Linked DNA regions of Rattus norvegicus: region 1 is linked to region 2. The links are chromatin contacts, called in public Hi-C maps. All regions are on one chromosome and are shown on one strand. The core of a region is the stretch at or near the end of the contact, and the rest is flanking DNA. Distances in the headings are between cores, read along the strand shown. Region 1 overlaps Kcnma1 (potassium calcium-activated channel subfamily M alpha 1). Region 2 holds the start of Kcnma1 (potassium calcium-activated channel subfamily M alpha 1).

Region 1 (7,279 bases), core at 2,768-5,267, 110 kb after region 2:
AGATTCTTATACATTTAGAAAAATAGACAATACTCTAGACTCTTCCTGCAGTAGAAGGTGTACATCCTTGCTTCTAGCCCCAGGCCATACCGGAAGCTAAGGGAGGGATGCTCATTCTTTGCTTTCTGGATATGAGAGACATGAGCTGGCTGAAGCCTTCTTCAGGTGCTAGTTTCCCCGTCTCCAGCTTCCTAGCCATGGCTGTTTGGGCATAAGATACAGCTTGTGGCCCCAGGTTAGACTTAGAGGTGGATGGAACTGGGTTCAGATGCCTTCAGCTGTGCAGCCACTACAGGTAGAAGGCAACCAGGGGCAGGGAGAGGACTTTAATTTTCTACCTTCTTTCCAGGAGAGAGAAATGAATGCCAAATGTGTGATACCACTGCGAAAAATACATGTAATTACACAGCTAGCGTAGCTCAGGTTCCCCTGTCAGCATGAGCGGAAGAAACTAGCTCTTGTGAGGCAGGAGGATAACAAAAAAGAGACAACTGGGAACAATTTGGCTGATAGTGATGGTAGATTGGACCCCACAAGGAGAGATTTTCTATTCAGCAACCTGTACCCTGCCCTCCTGTACCTCCCCACGCCTTTTAGTTAAAGTTAACATTGACATATGACATGCACCTCCCGTAGTGTCTGAACTGTTAAATCACAACCCCCCTAATACAGAAGATCGTTGCAATGACAACTCCAGTAAGATGTGACATTTCCTACATTTGATTTCCTGTAGCTAAAGGGATGGTGACCCCTCCCAGCCTCGGATAGTCTCACAGAGCCTACTGTAAGTGCAGATGTGGGAACCACTAGTCAGTTGCTTTTTTAGGGTTCTTAAAAGCAGTTTCAAGGGTGGTTTTGGTTTTGAAGCAAGATCTTATATAGCCCAGGCTGACCATGAACTTATTGTGCCAGCAAGGATGACCCAGAACTTCCTGTCCTGCCTTTTCCCAGGTTGGGATTACTGGTGGATGTTTGTCTTAGTGTTTCTATTGCTGTGAAGAGACACTATGGCCATGGCTACTCTTTATAAAAAGAAACACATTTCATTGGAACTGGTGTATAGTTCAGAGGTTTGGCCCATTATTGTCATGGTGGGAAGCATGGTAGCCCATAGGCAGACATGGTGCTGGAGAGATACCTGAGAATTCTAAATCTGAATCAGCAGGCGAGAGAGAGAGAGAGAGAGAGAGAGAGAGAGAGAGAGAGAGAGAGAGAGAGAGAGAGAGAGAGACTGGACAGGGCTTGAGTATTTGAAACCTCAAAGCCTACCCCTAGTGATACCTCCTCCAAGAAGGTAACATGTGTTCCAACAAGACCCCAACTTGTAATAGTACCACTCCCTATGAGCCCGTGGGGCCATTTTCATTCAAACCACTTTACATGCACAGTTTTATGGGGTGCAGGGATCAAACCTAGGGCTTACTGCATGATAGGCAAGCTCTCTACCAACTGAGCTACATATCTAGCCCTGAATGGTAGATTCTTGATGGCAGGGGTTTGTATATAATGACATGCACAAACAAGACCTAGTGCATTGTAGGTACTGGGCATGGAGCATATGAGTTGGACCACTGTTAGATATCGGGATGCAGGAAGCAGATTCAATAATGCCCTCAGTTACCAGACAACAGTGGGTCTGCTCAGAGATCCCATTAACTTAAAATGGAGTTACTGAGCTTTTCTGGATCTTTATTGAGCCTGTAATTGAAGTTTTGGCTCCATGGACTGCCTCTGCTGAGTGCATGGACAGACCCTACATAGAAAGTGATGGAATGATCATACACCCCACATCTGGTCCAAGAGGAAGAGGTAACATGATGTTCTAAAGATCTGACCCAGTGCTGGGGTATAGTTTAGTTAGTAAAATGCTTGGGTAGCAGTAAGCTTTGTGTTTGGTCCTTAGCACTGCATAAACTGGACATGGTAGTTCAGACCTATAATCACAGCAATTAGAAGGTAAAGAAATAAGGATCAGACATCGAGGGTTAACCATGGCATACATAGCTCCAGGTCTGGGTCTGGGTCTTCTTTTTTTTCTGAGAAAGAAGGAGGAGGAGGAGGAGGAGGAAGAGGAAGAGGAAGAGAAAGAGGAGGAGGAGAAGGAAGAGGAAGAGGAGGAGAAGGAGGAGGAGAAGAAGAAGACTCTCAATTCAGGGTAGTTTTTGTTTAGAAGGTAGATTTTATTATTACATTTTTAAAATCAAAAGTCTATTATTGCCCTTCCCTTGTGGGTTTAGATCAATATACTGACAGTATTTTAACCAAAGAGGCACCCAGTCTTCTGCTTTAATAGCATTGCCAGGAAATCTTGGGAAACTGAATGGAAAAGCCTACATTGCTACTAATGTCATTTAAACCATCATTTTTAATCTCACCATTTTTACTAGTTGCCATCTAATTTACCTTGTATTCTGCAGCTTTGGGGACTGAACCCAGGGTCTCACTCTACAGACGTTCTACCACTATATGTATATATATGTCATTTTTGATACAAAGTCCATTATCCAGACTGGCCTTCAATAAATTTCGTACACAGGTAAATTTCGTACACAGGTAATGTTTGACCTTGTGATCCCCTTGCCTCAACTTCCCAAGTGCTGAGATTAGAGGTTGCACTGCCGTGCCCCAGTGGTTGGATGATAGGCCCACAGTACGAGGTGCAGTCAGTTCCCATTGCATTGGAGGTGCTTGGAGCTTTTGTACATATGATCTCAAATAATCCTTACAGTGGCCTAGGAAGATGGTGATCATTGTCATCGCCTTTCCCCAGGAGGGTAAACTGAGGAACGGTGATACTACATAACATGCCCAACTGCAAAGGGAATGTAACCAGTTGAGGGCAAGTTTGAATCCAGTTCAGGATTTCCAACCCTTCTCAGAGTATCCACAGTGTGCTAGAGGTGTGACCCATGGGGGCTCAATTATTTTCTTACAGAGCAGACCCATCTATAGGAAATATAAAGATATACTATAATATATGGATGATCAAGTCAGATGATCTGTGGGCAAACCTGGGGTCTCAGTATTCCAGAGAATCTGGGTTGAGGATGGCCAAGAGAGAGGAAGAAGTTTGCACTGAGTTTTCTGGAAGAATGAACTAGGTATATGGATTGGGTGGGTAGCCAAGGGTAGGGACAGGCATTCTAGGAGAGAAAGGAGGACAGAGGTAGGTGACTTGAGGGCTGGCCTCAGTCTCCCCACCTTCCTCGGCATGAATGTCCATGAATGAAGAGGTGCTGAGGTGGGTTCCCCTTGGAAAAAGTGCACAGCAGGGAAGAGGTGCTTCCCGCTGTCAGAGTGGGAGTGTGTGGGGAGCAGGCCTCATGATTTGCTCTTCTCCCAGGTCTTTCCTGCTAGGTTTTAAGGGCAGCACTAGGCTGTAGTTGGACGCTTGCTTTGGAACTGGCTGTAGGTTTAGACCTTACAGGTGGCTCATTCTGTTCTGACACCAGGGCTGCTTGAAGCATCTTCAGTGCTTCCTGGGTCTCTTCTAGCAGAAGAGGCCATCCTGGTGATTGCTGTGGGCACTTGTAGCTATGTGTGTGATCTAAGCATGGTGATGCACAGCTGGCAGCTGAGAACCCATGCCACAGGTCAGACATGAGTCATCTCCTGCCACACAGGCCATTTTGGTTTAACTAGGACACACCTGACCTCAGCATGCTTACAGGTGCAGAGAATCTGTTGCGTGGTCTCAGCTTCAGTCTGCCTCGATCCTTTCCCACGTGGGTGGCAGTGCCTGTTTATCGATTGTTCAACCAGAGCGAACCAGTGAGATGTTCACTGACAGCTCCCTCTGATTTCTGAGCTCAGAGCAGAGAGGAGCTTTGAATGTAGCCATTCTTCCCTTCCCACCTTAGTGAACCCTCTTCTGCACCAACTCCTCCATGCCCCAGGAGGATGCCCCACCTCTGCCCCCTCCAGGTTCATTTCCATGTCATGGCTGGTCCTTTGCCTGATGCAGAAGACAGTAGAAAAAGCCTCCCAGACAGGACATGGGGTGATAAGTCCCTGCTCTCTGAAGAGCCATGGTCAGAGTAGGACACTGCAGATCCACTGTGCTGCAAGTGGGGAGGATCTGGGTGGGGAGGCAGAGATAGAGGCCGTGTAGGAGGGGAAAGAGGCAGAGATGACAGGATCCGTGAGTGAGTCACCAGCTTCAAGCTCCAGCTGGAGAGCCCCAGGAAGGGGGAATAAGGCATTGCCTATGCAGCAGGCAAGGACCCAGCTTGGGTCTGCGATCTGCTCTCAGGGTGTGTGTGTGTGTGTGTGTGTGTGTGTGTGTGTGTGTGTGTGTGTGTGATCTGCTCTCAGGGTGTGTGTGTGTGTGTGTGTGTGTGTGTGTGACATTCTCCTGGGGCATGGGCACAGAGGAGTGAATGCAGAAGAACTGGGGGTGGAGATGAACAGTAGGATTCAAGACTGTTCTGCCTTACACTTGGAAAGCAGAGGGAGGTGTAAGTGAGCACTCCTCCTGCAGACTATGGTCGAATGAACCATACCCACACAAGAGGAAGGTTCTGTTGTTAGTCTGTTCAGGAATAATGAATCTGAGACCCTGAGAGGCTGAGCAAATTGAAGTCACCAAACAGTGGTAAAATAGGACATGATTTAGCTCTGGCCCTCCTGAAATCCCAGCTTCATCACTGCAGATGATTGTCAGCCAGGAGCCTGCACCAGCAGCACTTGGGTGCTGGTTCTAGTGGAGTTTGAATTATGTTTCCATGGGATGGCTGTGCCAAGGTCGGAGGTCCCCCTTTTCCTTACACTCCTTACTCAGCCTTACTCAGCTTCCTGTCCCAGTTTCTCCATCTGCAGAAGACTCTAGGAGCTTGGCATCTCTACATGTTCTCTCCAGACCACTGGTTAATTGAGTTTCCCATGAATGGCATCCTTCTCAGCCATTCACAGCTGTGTCTAGCTTGAGAACCTAATTTAGGAAGAACAGCTGTAGGTGGAGAACATTCAATTTTTTTTTTGTCATCTGCCTCCTTGGTGTGGAAAGGTTCTGGCTTTCAGATACTCGTTTTGGATTATACTCTTATCAATATGAAACATCCTTCATTCTCTTATGTTATATATTTATTGTAAATCTCTCTGTGTATTTATACACAGGCATATATAATATATGTATGTGCACATATATGTGCACACATGCATGTGCATTCATGTGGGTACTTAAGTGTGTTTACAGCTATATCATGTGTGCACAGATATACTGTGTGTGCATATATGTATGTGCATGTACGTGTGACTGTGTGTATAGAATAGAGGTTTACTGTGGGCATGGTTACATGTCTACTGCCTCCAGCTTGTTTGAGGAAGGGTTTCTTACTTGTCTAGAGTATGCCGGCTAGACCAGCCTGTCTGGGCAGTGAGCTCTTGTCACTGCTGGGATTATAATGCATGCCATCAAGCCTGACTCTTTATATACATATTAGAGGTTGCCTAGCATTTGTGACTTTTGAGACAGTCATTCTGTGTGACCAGGCTGGCCTCAAACTCTTGATTTTCCTGCTCCAGGTTCCTGAGGCTGTCAGGTGTATGTTCCCATACCCTGCTTCCACACCATCCTATTTAATATCCGTTGCCCTGAATTTTACATAAAACACATAATTGTATGCATTAACTTGCCATCTATTAGTCCATCTATCTTATACTACATAAAAGATGTCATTTATTTTTATTCTTCCAGCTAATTCATTTTGTTTCTTGTTCCCTCCCTTTTAAATGGCTCTCTGAAGCCTCTGTTGTGTCTCTGTAATGGGACATTTTAAAACTTCATCTTATACTTCTCCCTAGCAAATGGCACTGTTGGGTCCCCCTGTCTTGCTCCGTAGGTGTGAGGGGTGCTGTTTCGCCTCATTTTGCTGGTAGCTACTGCATAGGGTGCTCTTATGGCTTTTCTCTGCCACTCCCCCCCATCCTGAGAATACTACAGTCAGGGTTGGGCTTTACTGTGTGGGCTGATATTTTAAGCTTCTACTGTACAGGTATTAGATTGTAGTTATTATTTTTATAATCTCATCTTCTCTTAAGTCTTAGCTTTCATGTTCGTTCTTATTTGTGATGGCAGCATTGAGACTTAAGGCTCATTGCTAAGGTTTCCTTCCTAAGGACATGGACTGTTATTGAATGCGTAGTTCTGATCAGCATCTTAACCATGCATATGAAGCACTTACCACCAGTGGAATGTTCTGGGACAATTGCTCTGGTTCATTGCTCTTTCCTCTGCTTTCGTGACACTGCCTGGGATGGAACCCAGGACCCCTAACCCTCTGCCACTGAGTCAGCCTCTCAGCCTCTGCATTTTGTATCTTCTAAGGCTCTTGACAGTGTACGGCCCCACAGCTGTGTTTTGTGAATTAGTCAGATGCTAGCCGATATTTCTTCCTTTTGAGGGTCAACTGACATCTTCTGCTTGGGTGCTGTGGAATGCCACCATGGACTCAGCACACACACCTGCTTATTAGCATAGTTGTCCCTTGACTGCCACAGCCGGGTCCATCTTACGGCCTGGAAAATGGTTTTCTGTTTTTGTTTTTGCTTTTGTTTTTTCCCAGTTCTGTTCATAACGATTTGGCTGCCTGGGCTCATTTTTATGATCCGGCACCCAACTTTCTCAGTGCTCTGCCTCCCTCAGAATTCTTCCCCTTCCTCTTCGGAGTGCTTATGTATCAGGTTTCAGGAGCAAGCACTCCTGACTTTGGCCGCTGACAGGGGCTGGATGCCTGAGTTCTTTGCTGAACCCTGTGCTGAGTGTTTTACCTGCTGTATCTTCCTTCTTGAGTTGGTAGAGTGAGGCTGAGAGACATGTGCTTTGGTTGTGCTCACTCTGTGGATGGGGAAATGTGTGCTGAAAGGCCTTGCCTTACTCTGCCACATCTAGGCACCAAGAGGCAGGCTTGGATCAGAGTCTAGCACATTGTGCAGAGGTTTCTCTGAAGTCATTCTTTTGTTTTATTATTTGTTTTTGAGACTTAGTTTTACATGTGTGTAAGCATGTGTGTCTATGTCTATGTATGTATGTGTGTACATGGCTTTGGAAATCAGAATAGGGTATCAGATCCCTTTGGAGTTGGAGTTACATTTGGTTTTGAGCAGCCAAGAATGGATTCTGGGAGTTGAACTCAGGTCCTCTATGAGAACAACAAGGGCTCTTAACCACCGCACCATTTCTCTCTTCTCTGTTCGCTTTTTTGAGTTATGCCATAGCCCAGGCTGGCCTGTAACTCACTGTGTAGTCAAAGCTAGCCTCCTTAAAGCAGTCCTGTTGAGA
Region 2 (7,524 bases), core at 1,619-4,118:
ATATTCTGAGTGTCCCAAGTCCATTCAGGTGATAATATTGACCTTGATGAAGGTCTCTGATGAATTCTGAGGAAGTCACAGTTTTGGACAACACTGGAGAGGCTGAAAGCTTCAGTCACCAAAGCAGAAAGAGGTGGTGGCTGGGGTGCGTACCTCATGGGGCTTCTGGGACCCTCTAGATGATGATGGTGACAATGGAGTCAGAACACATGTAGGGACTTCACATGTGGGATGACAGAAGGCACAGCATCCGCCAGACTCTTGTAAGTCACCATGAAACTAGCTTTCTAGGAAGATCTAGGTTGCAGGTATTGGCTAGGAAGAATCTAGAGGGGACCACTGGCTGCGAAGGTTCAAGTTTTGTTCCTATGGGAATACATTCCGAAGGCTCACTAAGCCACAGTGGGGCAGAGCAGTACCTGTTCTTTGCTGAGTTTATGCTATGGATGTCTCAGTTTTAAATGTTAAATCTCGGACTTAAGGAAAGTCCCTCACGCTTGGCGTGTGTTGAGGCACACTCACAGCTATTGAGGAGGCCAACAAAGGAACCTCAGTACCACAGTCATTTGCATCCCTTCCCAGCCTTTCCAAGTCTTACCCAGCCTGATTCTGGGATAGAGCTAGGGGCATTGAATACATGGGGATTGTGAAGGACAGATGATATTGGAGGGACCACTGGATGGTTTAAGGGGAGACTGAGGCAATTTCTCCTTCTGGAAAACACAATTTATAGCTCTCTTCTTTAAAACATAAACTACCTCAGTGCGTGTGTGTGTGTGTGTGTGTGTGTGTGTAAACATGAGTGTGCACCATAACATGCACATAGGTATGAGAGAATGGTTAACAGGAGTTAGTTTATTCTTTTCACTGTGACTTTCAGAGATCAGGTTCAGGTGGTCAGGTTTGGAGGCAAGTAACTTTAACAGTTGAGCCTTTTTGCTGGCCTTCTGTTATATACTGTTTTTTTTTTTTTGGGGGGGGGTGATTTTGGCCTTAATTCTTTTCTAGTAGATATGTTTACTGAGCCCAAGGAATATACCAACCGATTTGAGACTCATTATTTTCGGTGTCTGCCAGGTTTGGCCTCCTTTGGCCCTTCTTGGCTGACCAATGATTTAGGTAGTGACAGCTTGTTCAGGTAAGGAGCCTCACTTGGGCCAGTTTACCATATGAGGAGTCTTGAAAGGAACCTGAGAATTCCAATTAGGCTATAACTAATGAGCTGGAAAGTTTGGGGAAATCACTGAGGGCAATGAGGGGAGAGTGATTGTCTTGGTTTTAATTAGCACAGGAAAAAGTTGTGGTACAGCTGCCAGCCTGGAGAAGTGGCCAGAGTGAGAAAGTTTCTGTGTGACTGGGGGTTGGGTGGGGGGGACAGGGGCTGCTCAACAAACCCGGACTCCTTCCCTTTAAAGGGGAGAAACGAATGGGGAAACCAGAAATGTAGAAAGGCAAGCCTGAATGCAGAATACCCACCATTCAGTTGCTCTCCTCACATGACTCTAAAGGACAAGGAAGAGACCCTTTAAGAAACCCGTTGTCTACCCAAGTTTGTTCCACACCAACAGTCAGGCTGCTGTCTTCTTTGCCTACTATCAGGTTGCTTGATAAGGAAATAACAAAGAACAAACAACAAACCCACCTGCAGCTGTCAGAGGTCATAGACTACCAACAGACTTTCAGATGCCCCTGTTCATCAGCAACGCACGCTGTGGCACCTAGGAAACGAAAGTGTGAATGAACTATCAGTCAGCACGCGTACTGTGCTCACTAGGGTCTTCCTTAGTCTCCAAGCCTGAGGATCTAGGGGCAATAATAAGCCCATTGAATGGAGCCGACAGCCAACCACTCCTCCCCTCCCCATTAGGGGTTCCTCAGGCACCTGGTGGCTTTCCCTTCTGGTACCCCGCTGAGCTTAAGGGGGCGCAACACCTGCTAAATCCTGCATCTGGGCTGGGGGCGCTATACTCTGTGTCCTGAGTGGTGGGGGGCCGCATGCCCGACCACTTCCAAAAGACCTGCGGCCCCTACTCAGCCCCAAGCCGTGGCCAGCCTGGTAAGCCTCCTCCCCTCTCGCTTCGGGCGGCTTGAGCCCGCGCCTGCTCCAGTTGCTGCAGCTGCCACTGTTGGCGGCTGCGGGGAGCGCGGGGCGCGCGCCGAAGAGGCTCCGGCTGCGAGAACGGGGACGAGGAAGAGCCCGAGGAGGCGAGGAGGAAGAAGCGAGCAGAGGCCGAGGAGGCTCGGGGTCGCGAAGACCCGGTCCGAAGGGGTCCGGCAGGGCATCCGCTAGCTGGCCGCGGAGGCAGGGCAGACAGCCGCAGCCAATTTACCGCGGCCCCGCGAGCTCAGGAGGCGGCGATCCAGGAGCGGAGCGCAGTCTGGGGGAGGAAGGGTGGCGCGGGCACGCCCGGGCGGGAGGGCGCGGATTCTCCGATCTTAACGAGCTGTCTTCTCATCACCCGAGAGAGCTGCGCGGGGACGGGCGGGGGACCCCGGGCCGGGGCGCAGCGCACACGCGTGGCGCACGCCAAGTGGACCGGGCGGCGCCGAAGGCACTCGGGATCGCGCTTTCGGAGCTTCGGGCCGCCCAGACCCCGGGCGCGGACGGCCCGCGGCGCCCCCTGGGCTCTCGGTGCCCCGCGCAGCCCCGGGGGCGATCGGAGCCCGGGTCGGGGAGTGGGAGCCACCCGCGCTCATCCCCTTCCCCCCCCGGGCGGGCGGGCAGCCCGGGGGAGGGCGGGCGGCGGCGCTTGGCTGTATATATCTCCGCACACCCCGCCAGGTCGCGCACAGCGCCCCGAGCCCAGGCGCCTCCCCGCCCCCCTCCCGGCGCTCCGCGGCGGCGGCGGCAGCAGTAGCAGCAACATGGCTGTTGATGGGTGTTCGGGGTGGCGCTGGCGGCGGGAGGAGCTCCCTCGAGCCCCTGCGCCGGCCGTCCGTTGCTAGCTATGGCAAACGGTGGCGGCGGCGGCGGCGGCGGCAGCAGCGGCAGCAGCGGCGGCGGCGGCGGCGGCGGCGGAGGCAGCGGTCTTAGAATGAGCAGCAATATCCACGCGAACCATCTCAGCCTAGACGCGTCCTCTTCTTCCTCCTCCTCTTCTTCCTCCTCCTCTTCCTCCTCGTCCTCGGTCCACGAGCCCAAGATGGATGCGCTCATCATCCCGGTGACCATGGAGGTGCCGTGCGACAGCCGGGGCCAACGCATGTGGTGGGCTTTCTTGGCCTCCTCCATGGTGACTTTCTTCGGGGGCCTCTTCATCATCTTGCTCTGGCGGACTCTCAAGTACCTGTGGACCGTTTGCTGCCACTGCGGGGGCAAGACGAAGGTAACGCGCGCCCCGGGCGCCCGCCCCTGCGCCATCCCAGCCATCTCTCGGCGTCCCCTGCAGCCCACCTCTTAGCTCCGCACCGTGTCTTGCCTCCTTCCGTCCTACCAGCCTTGTCCCCGTCGCCTGCCCTTCCCTCCCCTTTCCCTGTGCCCTCGGATTGGGGCAGCGGTCTGTGCGCCAGGGGTGAGGAGTTGACCCCAGCCGGTGCGCTCTGGGACACAGACCCCCGCTTTACTTCTCTACTTATTGTAGGGTTATTGGTGGCTACGGCCGGACCCGGGTCGGGGGTACATGTGTCTTTCGGGCATGTTGTTGCAGGGTGAGGAGAAGGAACCTTGCGGGGGACACAGGAAGCTGAAAGACCCTGGGTGCGTGCTGGGCATCACTCACTGGCTGCGTCCAGGCTCATCACAGCGGGCTGGCTGGGACAGATCAGCTCCTACTTTAGGAGCTTGTTGGGGAAATCAGTTCATAGGGTCCCTAAGAAGGGAACGTCATTAGAGCAAGGGAGAAAATCTTTTGCATTTTGGAATTCTGGGGGAGGAATATGGCTTTAGAAAGTGGGGGCACAGGGATCAATAAAAAGTTGAAAAGAGTTATCCTGGAATGGGGTCAATCTATGGAGAATCACTTTCTAAACGTGGCATGGTTGCAAGTCTGATGCTTCCGCCCACTCCATCACTTACGTTTTCTTTGTGGAACATTCCCCTGCCCCAAGTACTTTCACCACCTCTACACTCCTCTCCTAGGCCACCCACTTTGGATCCCTGCAAATACAGCCAGCAGCTCCAATCTGTAGCACCAGGGTTGCACACCTCAGGGTCCAAGGGAACTCTGCTTCACGAAGCCCCCCTTTGGCACTCGATGTGGCTGGAAGTTGCCTTAAGCTATTCCTGGCAGAGTCGCCCACCCGTGTTAGGACTCACATCTCAGATATATGGTTGCTAGGCTTACTCCTGGGCTGTGTCCATATCCTAGAGGGGTCTCTGCCCACCACCTAGCACTAGCTGGGCACAGGGGTCCGGAGGTGGGCAGTGTTTGAGAGAGAACTACAGAATGAATAAAAGAAAGAACAGGGAACAAAAAGAGGGAGCTGAACTGGGTGCCTTCTTTTAGAGAAATTCTGATCCAAGAGAACTTAACAGCACCCACACTTTTGGAGAGAGGAGATCTCTAGGGGGGGGGGGTTGGGCAAGGCACTCATCCTGGTTCCCAGGTGTCAACACCTGCTCTAGTAAAGTTAATCACAGGACCCCCCTCAGGCATTACAGGGTTCAGCAACTTGTGGCATCTTGTAGCTGCTAAAGAGAAGAGTTAGGTTAAAGGGGAAGGCTGACTATGAAACCCAAGGGCAACTGAAGCACTCTGTGTCATTAATTATACATTACCGTAGGTGCTGGGCTCAGCTGTGTTTTGTGGCAGCACATTTGTGTTTTGGAAAATACTGGTGTGTTGGAATAAGGGAGGAAAAAGTAAAACCTCCCTCCCTTCCTTCTTTGCTTCCTCTTGGCATTGCTCTGAAAGCCTCCAATGGTGACTGGTGGGCTTGTTTAGAGCCCGCTTCTTGATAATGAAGCACCCCCCCCCCCCAACCCTGTCCTTTTCAAGGAGAAAGTTCACTGGCCTTCCAGAGAAGCCCTCAGATTAAGCAAGGTTCCTACAGTCAGACTCAGAGACACTTTCTGCTCCATCAGACTTAACTGTAGCCTGATCACAGAATCCCATTCACTCATTCTTTCTACTGCATCTCCAGCTAGTCCTGGGAGCGTCTCCCTCCCATACTGAGACTTGGCCTCTATCTTTAGTTGCATGCTTCTCAATTATTTTCTATATGGAAGTGATTTGGGTTGGCTTAATAAAACAAACAAACCACCTTCTCTTTTCAGAAAGTGAGCAAATTTGGTCATAATGAAACCTTTTGTCATCCTGAGGTTTTAAGTGGAGTGTTTATCATCTCTTTACTCTAGGGGGTACCCTGTACTGGTTTAGTGCGTGTCATGAAATGTTTCTGAGAGAATTTACATAAAGAATCTCTCTCCTAAATAATGACCAGAGTAGCTTTTGCCAGTTTTCTCAGAAAATAGGTTTTGTGTAACAATAATTAAAAAATAAACCGATCTGTACACATTTGTCTACAGAGTCTTTAGCCTCAGAATCAGCAGAGTGAGAACAATTGAGAGTTTCAATACAGAAATCACCCTGGAATGAAAGATGATTGTGGTTGTTTGGAAAGATTGAAGGCCAAAATAGAGTATCATCCAGCTATTTTTGGTACTGTGAGTTCTTTTAGAATCATGCCCTGTTTTTTTTAATACCTGCCTCTTGATTAGTTCAATTAAATTGTGTGTATACTAAACTCCCTTTACCTAATGATGGTAAGTGAGAATTTTTCAGAGCTTCCCTTTCTACTCTTTGAGCTCTGTGTTTGTTTTGCAGTCAATCCCCTCTTTGCTTTTCAAATATTCCATAGTTTTGTCAAGACTCGGTACAGAATAAAGAATTCAGCTCAAGTTTAGAAAAGCTGTATCTGCCAGTCTCTTTAAGCAAACCTCTGCTGCTATTCCACAGAAATTTCTACCCACCCTCAAGCCTCTTCACCCACCCCACTCTTATCCAGGTCTAGTGTGACTTACTAGGAGCCAGAGTTCTGGGAAAGGTATCTACTCAGCATCTGAAATTCCCAGGGAGACGTGTTTCACCAGGAGTCTGGAATCCTATACATTTGTTCTCCGGGTCTGCACCATGACTTTTTTTTTTTTTGTCAAATGAACCCAAGACTGTGGACATACATGTTGGGGTCTCTGTTCATTTGTGCCTTTGGCCTCCAAATAACACAGAGCTAATGCCTTTGTTATTATTATTATCATTATTTTAAAAAGTTGTAAGCTTTTGGGGAGAAGTAGGGGAGTAATGGAGGAATATTTATGCTGGGTATGGTGGCACATGCCTGTATTCCAGTATTCAAGGACAGAGGCAGGAGGACTGTTTTAAGTCAGCTTGGACTAGGTAGCCATAAGCCTGTCTCAAATAGTGGGAGAGTGGACAGAATAATAGGCGCACAGCAAACCTCACCGTCCCATTCCTGACTTGAGCACGGTTCTTTGCTCAGGTTTTTCATGCTATTGCTTCCCTCCACCACCCTGAGTTACATCAGTGTGCGTTGGTCATTTGGCAACAGAGTTTTGGGGTTCAGTCTAGTCCTAGATTGCAGCGAGCTGGGGGAACTGCCCAGACAGTCTGCATAAGCCATTTAACCTCTCTGGCCCCTAGGAAATCTGAGGATTGGACCCCATAAGTTCCAATCCTCTTCTTTGTCTTGGGATCGCACACAAGAGAATGGAAGGACAGAAGAATTTGGGGAAAGATTTTTAAGCTCCGATTCCTTTGGAATTTGCCTCCTAACCACCTATGTTTCTTCTCCCCCCCCCCCTTGTTTTATTCATTTGCTAGCCTGTGGTCTACTTCTCTTTAAGCATTTGGGGAAATAGGTCACTTGTGGATGGGCCTCTGGTTTGCTGCAGGACCTGCATGTGACAAGGCATAGACTAACCGATAATCCCAGTCAGGGCTATCATCCCTATAGAACCTTGGTCTTGGTCAAAGATGTTCTGCATGCTGTGAATTATTGAGGTGTTGTCTCCATGGTTATGTCTGAGAAAACAACACATTTTCTCCGACAAGCTCGTGATTAATATAAATATCAGATCCCATTATGGCTTGGTAATTACCCAGGGTCTGGTCTGGTGCATCAATCAGGACTGCGGCATCAGCACCCTGGAACTCTAGATTCCAGATTGGCCTCAGTGCCTGGTTTCCTCTTGTCCTGGCAATTGCCAGCACTGATGACCTCCACATACTCTTTTATGGTCAGATCACTCAGGGAGGCCGGGGAGAAGTTGTCAGTCCCTAGTCACGGAGGACCTGACCTGGCCTTGTCCACATAGCCTGTACTCATTGGTTATTAAAAATTTTAATTTTGTTTTATGTGTATGTAACTGAGTACATACCTGAGTATGTACGTCAGGTACATGCAGGAGATTGTGGAGGTCAGAAGAGGGGTTGGATGGATCCCTTGGGACTAGAGACTTAGATGTCTGTGAGCCACCATGTAGGTACTGGAAACCAAACCTGGGTCTTCTGCAAGAAAAGTAGGTGCCCTTGACTGCTGAGCTATCTCTCCAGCACCACTGCTGTT

The links. Hi-C and Micro-C count contacts between places; a contact is called where the count stands out from the background.
Region 1: a contact with region 2 is called in a Hi-C map of frontal cortex, with 1.8 times the contacts expected there. The contact joins the enhancer-like site here to the promoter of Kcnma1 in region 2. A contact is called at or near these places in 3 of 12 Hi-C or Micro-C datasets (frontal cortex, liver and psoas muscle).

What each region holds. Positions count from the first base shown.
Region 1 is chr15:458,689-465,967 of GRCr8, forward strand. All of the region lies in intron 1 of Kcnma1 (potassium calcium-activated channel subfamily M alpha 1), which reads left to right. Among named protein-coding and RNA genes, the nearest start is that of Kcnma1, 110 kb to the left of the region's middle. Within about 2 kb of position 4,018, at least 26 of the 93 cell types and tissues checked have an H3K27ac peak or open chromatin away from gene starts, as enhancers often do.
Region 2 is chr15:349,057-356,580 of GRCr8, forward strand. It overlaps Kcnma1 (potassium calcium-activated channel subfamily M alpha 1), which reads left to right and starts at 2,869. Exons shown (of 30, transcript NM_001393699.1): 1 at 2,869-3,326. The coding sequence starts at 2,949. It overlaps LOC103693799 (a long non-coding RNA gene), which reads right to left and starts at 1,819. Exons shown (of 7, transcript XR_010058082.1): 1 at 1,643-1,819.